Linked DNA regions of Mus musculus: region 2 is linked to region 1. A link is a contact called in public HiChIP or PLAC-seq data. All regions are on one chromosome and are shown on one strand. Each heading gives the region's core, a stretch centred on a gene start, on an enhancer-like site or on the middle of the called end of the contact. The rest is flanking DNA. Distances are from core to core; before and after follow the strand shown. Region 1 has its middle 38 kb from the start of Gm33823. Region 2 has its middle 31 kb from the start of 1700018B08Rik.

Evidence for each region. HiChIP or PLAC-seq counts read pairs in DNA pulled down with a chosen protein or histone mark.
Region 2: a contact with region 1 is called in an H3K4me3 HiChIP or PLAC-seq map of embryonic limb bud, with 4 times the contacts expected there. The contact joins two enhancer-like sites. A contact is called at or near these places in 4 of 15 datasets of contacts at CTCF or cohesin (the NIH/3T3 cell line, large pre-B cells, pro-B cells and 1 more), 31 of 484 Hi-C or Micro-C datasets (B cells, the C2C12 cell line, Sertoli cells and 11 more), 7 of 115 datasets of contacts at active chromatin or transcription factors (T-cell acute lymphoblastic leukemia, craniofacial prominence, differentiating embryonic stem cells and 4 more) and 3 of 9 other capture datasets (embryonic stem cells, embryonic tail and embryonic trunk).

Annotation. Positions count from the first base shown.
Region 1 is chr8:121,299,672-121,304,968 of GRCm38.p6, forward strand. No RefSeq gene overlaps it. Among named protein-coding and RNA genes, the nearest start is that of Gm33823, 38 kb to the left of the region's middle. Within about 2 kb of position 1,615, at least 82 of the 459 cell types and tissues checked have an H3K27ac peak or open chromatin away from gene starts, as enhancers often do. A contact at or near this core is called in embryonic limb bud, where this site is marked.
Region 2 is chr8:121,510,275-121,515,505 of GRCm38.p6, forward strand. No RefSeq gene overlaps it. Among named protein-coding and RNA genes, the nearest start is that of 1700018B08Rik, 31 kb to the right of the region's middle. Within about 2 kb of position 3,332, at least 13 of the 459 cell types and tissues checked have an H3K27ac peak or open chromatin away from gene starts, as enhancers often do. A contact at or near this core is called in embryonic limb bud, where this site is marked.

The DNA of each region.
Region 1 (5,297 bases), core at 365-2,864:
AAGCTAGTTGGGTTTGATCCCCAAAACCTCTGTTTTAAAAAAAAAGGTGGGTATTACAGCATTCAGTTGCAATTCCAGCACTAGGGAGACAGGCAGACTCCTGGAGCTCTCTGGTAGGCAGGAGAGCCTAATTGGTGAGGTCCAGTCCAATGGGAGACCCTGTCTCAAAAGACAAGATGGATAGCTCTGGAGAAGTGGCAATTGATTATAACACACACACACACACACACACACACACACACACACACACACACGGAAGGAGGAAGGGAGAGAGAACAGTAATAGTAATTTTATAAGAAAAAAATTTCCACACACAAGTTGAGAAGAAGCTATTCCATCATCTTAACAGGCCTGTGGCAGAAGTGGCAGGTGACATCTTTTGATGGGGGAGGGTGGTCAAGTTCCCTGTGTCTCTATTTAGTTACCTTATCTTTCAGCTTGGGTAAACCTGTCAGACACAGGTTGGCTCTGTCCTCAGAATCCCAAGTTCAGATCCCAGCTCCCTCACAGACTTGTGCTGGAGCCCAAGACCCAGTCCAGGCCTGGTAGTGCTCCAGCTTCCCCAGATGTCCTCCCTGGGGAACGGCACGAAGCTAATGTCGTGCCCAGAGTGTGTTAAGAGTGTGAGGAGGGAGAGCTCGGGGCTCTGGGGACACCAAACCCACCCAGACTCAGCACATACAAGCTCCTTTCTTTCCCTTAGCCTTGGTGGCCTCCTGACTCTCCTGAGGGTCCTGGTTTCCTTTCTTGCCTGTCACCTGCTGAGAGAGTGAACTGGCACAGAAATTCCTCCTCGTGAAGCTTGCAGCCCGGAGCAGATCCCAAGCCCATGTGCTGTTTGAATACGGGACTCAGTCCACAGAAGGAGGTGAGATGACCACAGGAATACAGCCAGCCAAGGCTGGCAACGATTGACACCCAGACTCCCCGTGGTGCTGTCCTAAGCCCCTCTTAAGCTTTATTCTAGGTAGTCTCTGGGTTGGGGGTGTGCTGGACCACAACCCCACACCGGGCTGCAGTACAAAACAGAAGAGGGGGCAGGCAGAGGGGGCGCGGTGCACACACGGGTTGGGGCTTTCTAAGCCGCAGCACCTGTTAATGGCCGGGTTAGGTATGACCTATTAAACATTTACCGCCCATTTCCTGTACATGTCTGGTGAGGCCTGCAGGAAATTCAGAACAAATTAAACAGCAGCTGTGATCCCTCATGCTCCATCGGTCCCTCCCCGGGCCCCGCGTGGGACCGTAAAACATGAGGGGCAGTTCTATTAGGGACAGGCCCGTTTCATCAAGGAAGCTCCCCCCATCTCCTGCCAACCAGACTCCATAAAGTTAAATTGGCCAGTACGTATCTCCCTCCCGCTTCCACCCACACGGGCCAGCTCCTTGAGGGAGATTGTTCAGATCCCACACCCAGCTCACCCCTCAGCCCTGCCCCCTCCGCTGTTCCCACACGATCTCACATGTGGTCGGAGAGGGGGCACTTCCTGCCGTTATAAAATGCAAAACTGAGACCCCAGCAAAAACAGCCTGCCTGCGTGCGGAACACCCAAGTTGACAGTGTGAGAGAGGAGGCCTAATCCATTCCATATGACAAGCAGCAGTGGCCCGCAGGGGCAGGCCAGACCCCAAGGAGGGTTCAGAGCAGCTCCCCGGCCCCCTCCCTGCCCTGCCTTCCCTACCTCCCCCCTCTCTCAAGTGGATCCTTCAAACCAGGAGAAAAATACTGGAAGGACCGTAGCCCCAAGTTAAACCAGCCCGTGTTTGGGTTTGACAGCCTGCGAGGTATTGTTCCATCTTACACTTTGAAAATAAACTCTAGGAAGCATTAATGCAGATGCGGGGATAAACATGCTCCTCCTCGCAGTCTCTGTCCCCGCCCATGCCCTCCCCGCCCCCACGCCCTTCCCCAGTGCCTGCGTTCACTCCTCCAGGTTACGGCTTAGGCTGATGGAAGGACCAGATGGGTCTTTAAATGGGGGAACTGTGCAGCCCTTGCTGTGTAAACAGACAGCTGTCCAGATGATGGGGTTGAGGGAGCCCCGAGAAAGCAGCCTGCGGTAATCGCTCCCTCTGTGGTTCTTGGAAAGTGGAATAAACACATCCAGACAGGCTTCTCTCCGATTGCTCTGCAGCAGGAGGCTCGGCATCACCTCGGTGAGAGGAAAAGGCCCCATAGCCGAGGGTCAGACTGTCAGATACGAGGAAGAGAAGGCACTTCTGTGGTGACTGCACACTGCGTGACCTTTTTTTCGACGTCTGCGGTTACACTTTGATGCTGAGTGACCATTTACAATGACAAACGTCCTCTGGTGAACCCCAGCCCCTGCTCATGGCCACTGACCAGAACAATCTCCTCCTCGCAGACCCTCACCAAGGATACCACCTTATCCTGACCACATCCAGAATAGAACCTTCCCACTTCCTGTTTCCTACTTCCTGCTTCCTGTTCTCCAGTTCCATAAACCATTCTCCCTGAGAGGTGCTAAAAATGGAAAGGAGAAGATGAAAGTTTGGCCGGAAGATTTATCCGAGCCCATAAAAGTCTCTCCAGCCCTCTGCAGACAGGATTCTCACTTCTGCTTCAACTTAACCTTTCCCTAAGTCGACGATCTGAATTTTGCCCATAATTCCACTAAAACCAACTGGGATCTCCATTGGTGGCTGGGCTGTTCTGGACGACTTGACAAATTAGTACAGTAAATTTCAAGTGTCTTAAGCACTAAATTAGGTCATTTGTTTAATGAGCCAATCCACTGCCCAGAGTTTGACCCCAGCCCACTAGGGTGAGTTCACACGGAGTTCCACAGCAGGGGTCTGGGCTCCCTCATCTGTCTTTTGCTTCTAGTTAAAAATGCCCTGAAGTCAGGGCTGGAAATCAGATTGCAACTGGAGCTCTGGCTTGTCAGTAAGCAAAGTAAACGGACAAAGTGAATTCTTTTGCCTCAGTTTCTTTCCCGTTGTCTGTCTATATCGCTTTCACCACTACAGCTAACATCAGCAGCAGCAGCAGAAGCTCCACCACAACACTGTCACTGTAGCCACAATAGCCATCACCCTTGTCATCGCTATTGCCATCATTGTCACCATCACTATCACCACCGTCTTCATCACCACAGTCAACATCAGCATCATTACATCACCATCATTACATCACCAGAATCAGCATCACCGTCATCACATCATCATTACATCACCACAGTCAGCATCAGCATCACCATCATTACATCACCACCATTATAGTCATCAGCATCATCCTCATCCCATCACCAGAGTCAGTATCACCATCATTACACCACCACCATCAGCTTCAGCATCATTACATTACCCTCATTACATCATACCAGCAGCAGCATCATCACCATCATTACATCACCAACATCACCATCATTACATTACCACCATCAGCATCACCATCATGACATCACCACCATTACATCACGACCGCCATCACTGTCATCACCACCTTCATTGTATGAACCGTTACTGAGTTCTCGCTATGAGTCTCCTAGGAAGATGTTTCAGTGCCCCCCCTTGCCCCCTCTCCTCCGGCCGTCACAGTAAACCCATGTTCCAGATGAGGAAACAGGTCCTTGGAAGCTGGTCTCCCTGAGAGAGCCTCCAGTCACTCACTCGCTCCTTATTAAGTCTTTCAACAAATCTTCACCACGTGTCTGTCAGGAGGTGCGGAGCACGTGAAGCCATGGCTGCCAGCTCCAAAGGCGTTAGCCAGGTGCACGGGTCATACATATTAATAAGTGTAACAAAATTCCAGAATTGCCGTAAGCCAACAAAAGGACGCCTGGGGCCAAAGGAACAAGAAATCAACTTAGTCTCCAAAACATTCCCTGAATTATGCATATGAATTCCAGCCTTCTCAAGTGATCCTGGGTACTAAGAGTTTCCACCCGAGCTTGTGTGTGTGAAAACACTACCTTCTAGCAAATAGTGTGGAGCGCTCATATCTCTTTTAACAGTCATACACACAAACACACAAAAAAGGAAGCTCATAGTCCCAACTCAAAGGGGCCACCAAGTCCAGGCTGCTCTACGGGGACCCTCACTGCCAACAGGAGCATGTGTGGTTAAGATAGATCAGGGTGAGCTCCCATGGACACAATTGTCATCATCACTTGCAGCCAGCAGCGCAATGCACAGAGCCTAGGACAGCTCCTTGCGGACGCTCACAGCTCTGTTTGGTTTGACATAGGTTCTTTGAAAATTCTCCTTCTTCTTGGTGCTCCATGGGTGGCGTAGATGACCCTAGAATAAAGACGATCTTCAATTCAGAATCAACCTAGACAGAAGGATGCTCAGACTCTGGACAGGAGTGGATATCTGATCAGATGTCCTGACATCCTGGAGCTTTTACCTCTTGTCTGACTGGCTCTGAAAGACGGCTTAGCCTCTGATGAGCAGCCACTTTTGGGCTCACCCTGTGGCCAATGGCATCACATTCTATCACAGTCTGCACAAATGACACTTGAGACTCAAGCTATCTGAGGAGAGTTAGCCCTGGGAACCTAAGCTCTTGGGACCCCCTGAAGGCTCTTTCTGCATATCTCTGTGGCCATAACAGTTCAAATGTCAAGGTGACGCCATCCCTCGCTGCCTTCCCAGGCTCCTGCCATGGCCTGGAGATGTTTACCTTCTGGAATTCTTGTCTAAGTGTGTGCAACATACTCAGGGACCCAACAAGGACTCGGCGCTTAGGAAAGGCAAATACCACTACTTAGACTTTAAAAGGAATTGATATCAATGAAATTCCTGTTTATGAGGAATTTCTTTATGAGGGAGAAGGAAGAGGAGGGGACTAGAATTGCTTGGTTTAAGCTTCAATGGCAACTTTCCGGTCTCAACTGAGGTGACCCTCTCCTAAGCTTCCCCAGAGTGTATCTGCCCCTTCGAATCAGCTTCTGACTTAGTTGACGGTGACATCTGTATTATGCTGCTTCCCTGATCCTAACTGGAAGGGCACAGCAAGATTTGCAACTGCCAAGCAAGCAGCTTAAGTAATTCTTACCTGTGTGTACAATGGGGGTTCCTAGGAAACTCTCTGGCACCCCTTTCTTTCAATATCTCATCTCTGAGAGTGACTGTCTCCCACCTGCCTCGCTCTCCAATGGCGTTACCTGTTTTGGAACCTCACACAAACAGAAGCTGCAAGTGCCCCTCACGTACTCCCTCATGGTCATCAGTCACAGTTGGGTCCGATCACACATGTCAGCATTTGCCAATTTCTTGGTCATTTTGTTCCAAGGCTCTAGGGGTATTTTCCGTCTCTGTCCTGAACACAT
Region 2 (5,231 bases), core at 2,082-4,581, 210 kb after region 1:
CATGGAGGCCTCAGAGCAGCTTGAGCTGATGCGCAAGACTTCTCTCAGAGACACAGTGTCTCCAGCATGTGCTGGCTTGCAGTCTCTCGCCTGCTGTCTTAGCCACGGAGCGATCCTTCCTTAGGAGGCCCTCATGCAGGACACAAACCGTAAGTGATGGTTTGATGTGTCTGAGTACTCTCATCAGAAGAACCACCCTGACAGCTTAAAACCTGCCGTCTCACAACGCCAGTCTCCAAAGATCACAATGGCCTTCTCCAAACGTTACAATGTTTCCAAACAACAAAACAAAGCCTCGAGCGCTGTGTTTTAGGTACCTCATGTTCATCTTTCTATGACGAGCTTAACTAGGGGCTAGGGCAGTGGTTCAGTGGGTAAAGCGCTTGCCACACAAGCAGAGGACCTGAGTTTGATCCCCAGCACGCACATAAAGAACTGGATGTGATGGGCGGGTCCCTGAAACTCACTAGCCAGACAGTCTTGCCAAATCAGAGAGCTCCAGGTTCAGGGAAACCTTGTCTCACAAAATAAGGTGGGACCAGCATGCTAAAGGGGCTTGCCACAAACCCTAGAGACCTGAGTTTCAATCCCGGGATTCCACAACAGGAAAGACCCAATTCCCAAGTCCTTTGACCTCTACACATGATAGATAGATAGATAGAGAGAGAGACAGATAGATAGATAGATAGATAGATAGATAGATACAGATACAGATATAGATATATACATAGATATGTATTCGTATATATATATATATAAAGGTAGTAATTTTTTTTAATATATAAGGTGGAGAATAACTGAAGGAGACAATGGATATCGATCCATGGCTTCCATGTACAATACACATCTACATACATGCTTGCCATATACACAAACACATGCATTCACCACACACACAAACACATACATATACCACACACACACAAACACATACATGTACCACACATACAAAATTACTCGAGTCGAGAAGAAGGATCAACAAAGACATCATTTGTTTGAAAATGCCATATAAAATCCAATATTTTGTCTGTACCTATTGAGGACAGAAACACACACAGCCCGTGTGTGGAAATCCAGAGGACAACTCCAGGGGGTCAGCCCTCTCCTTCCACCTTGTGGCTGGGGTCCCAGGGATGGAGCTCAGGTTGGCAGACCTGTCAGCAAATGCCTTTACTTAACTGAGCCACCTTGATAATCCTACGTGCTAACTTAAAAGTTAAAAAAAAAATTAAATCCATTCACTAGGTGTCCAGAGTCCTAGCACTCATACAACCTACCTGGGATGCTTGACAAGATCCTGTCAAAATGCGAATAAATAAGTAAATAAATATTTTTTTAAAACAAAACCTTCAATAATAGGGAAAAGGCAGCTGCCATCAGCGGTGGAATCAGTTCCACCACACAAACAAAGACAGAACAAACATGGAGACTGTAGCTCCCGCAGCAGTAACAGAAATGGGGGCACTCGAGGAACGAGAGAAAAGATATTTGTACCACACCAAAAACCAAGAAGGCATCCTGTCGAACAAAGCTCCCTCACGTGTGCGCGCAGGAAGGCCCTGCGGATCACAGATACACAGGAGTGTGTTACACAAATAGCCTTTCACAGCCTCTGAAGAAGTGAGGGAGATTGGCTGGGGATGGGGGCCTCTTGCTGTGAACTTGAGGTGCAGCCAGGGGAGGGGACATTTGGGATTACAGACTGTCACTTGAGTGGCCATAGCTGAGGCAAGCCAGGAAATGGTCTATGTGAGCAGCGTGGGCCTGCCACTCTGATTTTACACTCTAGACCCCTGAACAAAAGCCACACTGTGAGGTGCTTAGCAGGGCTGCTCAGGGAAGGGCTGCCGGGTCCCTTTCACTTTAACGACTTCCGGGTGTTGACTAAACCTGCAAGCTCTTCCAGGTTCCACCTCCTCCTGACTGCCAGAGCTGGGGTCCTGCTCAGGGACAGTTTGCCTGTGCCTCACCTGGAGACACTCCTGCCCCGCTGCCTCCTACCCCACACCCCGTGCTGCCCCTACAGTCTGGTACTGTCCCTGGTAAATCCACCCTAGCTACAGCTGACATCAACCTCCCAATAGAAAGCCAAATAGCAGTCTGAAGACCCAGACATACATATCTGCATGTGTGTGCATATATGTGCACATGTGTGTGTGCCGGTCTGTGTACACGTGGATGTGTGGATGTGAGTTCAGAGCTAGATCCAAAGCCCACCCCCGTCCCCCGCCTCCCAGGACAGTAGTCACCACTGTAGCTGACCATCCAGAAGAAGCCAAGGAAGACAGAAGCTACAGGGGTCCTGAGCCCCCTGTACTAATTTACAGAGATTAGCCAGCAGCTTCCAGAATGATCCACCCAGCCCTCCAGATACAGCCCTGGAGATTCCACAGACCTAGCCTTGGGCAGAGGTAGGGGAAATCAAGTCAGGAGTGATCCCCAAGGAGGCCTAAGCAGCCAGGGGTCCCCTGAACAGGATGACTGCTCCCAGACCTGACCTCTTAAACAGGAAACCACAGGGATGCCCTGGATGCAGAGTGTCTGGAGCTACGCACTCAGTCCTTGCTGGACAGGTACCCTCCACTCTGGTGAGAAGTCACTCTGAAAAACACAGCCAGAAGTCAAAGGTGTCCACAGCCTCTCTTCCTCCAAATGGCCCTTCTCTGGCCCCTGGCTGGGTCTCTCCTCCTCTCTACCTTTGCCTGGGCTGTCCCTCAGCTTACCATACCTTTTCCAGACACAAGGAAAGGCTCCTATTTGCCCTTGTGTGACATCTTCTAACGGGCTTCTCTGTCCAGACCTGGAGGGAACCATGAAAAACAGCCATGATGCCCCCTCCCCTCAGATCCTCAAGGAAGGTCCAGCCTGAGTACCCCAGGTGTGTCAGAGCTGCAGATGCTATTCACACACCTGTCTGCAGCCCCCATGAAACCTCCAGCCACGGAGCATGTATGTATACCTGTGTCTGCGCTGCCCAGACGCCTGTATCTGCCTTTGGGGGTAGGAAACCGGTGCGTGTCTGAAGCTCGGGTGCCAGGCCGTGTGCCTGCGCTGTGCTCAGTGATGTGCTTCAGTACCTCTGAGGGACAGGAAGCCCGGGTGAGGGACTCAAGCTGGTCTGAGCCTTCCCACAGGTACCCAACCAATGCTGAGCAAAAATCTCTTCTAAAACAAACGGGCCTCAGAACTTAGTGCACCGTCCCACCGTCCCGGGCAGAGACCTGAACCCATTTCTATTTTTTTATTATGATTTTTTTCCTTCCGTTGGCCTAAAGCCCCGTTACTTCATTTTACCTTTCAGTAGTCTGAGTCCTACACCTGTGTCCATAAAGCGGGAGACAGCGCCACCTTCTGGCGATCAGGTGCAGGACAGCAACGTCTAGCCTAATGTGACCAGATTACAGAAAACCCCTGCTGCTGGCCTGGAGACCAGAGCTACTAACTAGCGTTGCCCTAGCTCTATACTAGGTATAGAGTACACAGTATTCAGTATAGTTGTATACTAGGACAGAGTATACAGGAGAGGGTGAGAGCGTTTGGCTGGCAGTGCTGGCACACACTGCCATGCGAGTGAAGCATGACCCTGAAGGAAGAAGCCAGACACAGAAGGTCATGTCTTGAATGATACACAACGCTCAGAACAGACGAGCCCAGAGAAAGCAGAGTAGTGATAGCCAAGGACTGAGATGTTTCTGTGACAGGAAGAGGGGTAAATGGCTACACATGGTGTTGGAATGTCCCTGTGTCATTGTATAATGTTAGCTGTATGTCAGTATGCTCAACTCCCTGTGAAGCAGGCAGACTGGGAGTGTGCGAGCTAGGACTCAGCTACTAGGAGCATACTCTCATGAGGGGGGCATGGAGCACAAGGGACATCAGAGTAGCCCTTGGGGTGTAGAACAGGTAGGGGAACTGAGGGGAGGTTTGGGGGCAGAGATCCAGGGGTCTTGCTATGGGATAGAATCAGAGGGTTTGCTCCTCAAGTGCCCAGACCCTGAGCCGTTCCCCAACCTCCAGTGGATACTCAGACCTTCCCCCTGGCCCCTGGACATGTGTGACTCTTCTCTTACCCTATAGTTAGGGAAACGAACAGAAATTGGCTCCACCCTGTGGGACAGAGCCATCCTCAGCTTGTATCCCTCACCCAAGCTTCCTTCACCTCAGCCCATCTCACTGTTCCCAGGAAACTGAGGAACATCTTCAGCTCGCTGCAGGTACGAGGCCTGGTACCGGAGACAGATGCAGAATCAACCCAGGGTCCTAGTGAGACTGCGTGCACATACCATGGTGAGTTACAAGGAACACTCTTCCTGAGCCCTGGCCAGGGCCAGCCTGGGCTATCTGATACAATCTTTAAAAGATGCCAAAAGGGAGCTGAGGAGATGGCTCATTGGTTGAGAGCACTTCTGCTCTTCTGAGGCCCAGCTTCAATTCCCAGCACCCACATGACAGTTTACACCCATTTCTAACTCTAGCTCCAGAGAATCTGAGTCCCTCTTCTAGCCTCTGGGCAACAGGAATAGACATGGTGCACAGACATATATTCAGGCAAAACAGATCTTCACAGAAATAAAAATAAATGTATTTTTAAGAAAGGAAGAAGAAGAAAGAGGAGGAGGAGGAGGAGGAGGAGGAGGAGGAGGAGGAGAGAGTGCTCATCAGTAAAAGCCCTTGCCTCCAAACCTCAAAACTTGAGTTTGACCCTTGGGATCCAAATGGTAGAAGAACCAACTCCCACAGATTGTTCTCTGGCCTCTACCATGTGCAGACATATGCACACAAAATAAAAATAAGTGAGTGAAAAATAAAGAGATAAATAAATTGTTGTTGAGAGAGGTAAAGACACGCACGTGGCATCCTCCTCTGTCCTCTACCTACATGTGTACATGCACATATACCCGCATACACACATACACATACACCATACACACAATGCCTAGAGCAGAACTAGAAGCAAAGGATTGTGGGTGCTGATAGGAAATAGTTTAAAAAGTAAGAGGAGAGAGGGGTGAACGATTCAGAGTGTCATGTCAGCAACAATATCCAAAGGCCAGAGGCAGGAACTGGGTGTAGATAAGTCTTTACCCTGCGTGTGGAGAGTCACCATGCTCAAAACAGACTGCCACACCGTGAGACTAAGCTGTTGGTTTTCACACAGGAAACTGCCATTGACCCATCAACACTAACACAGGACTGGCATCTGGTAACTTTCGGTGCCGGTAGATTTGTGA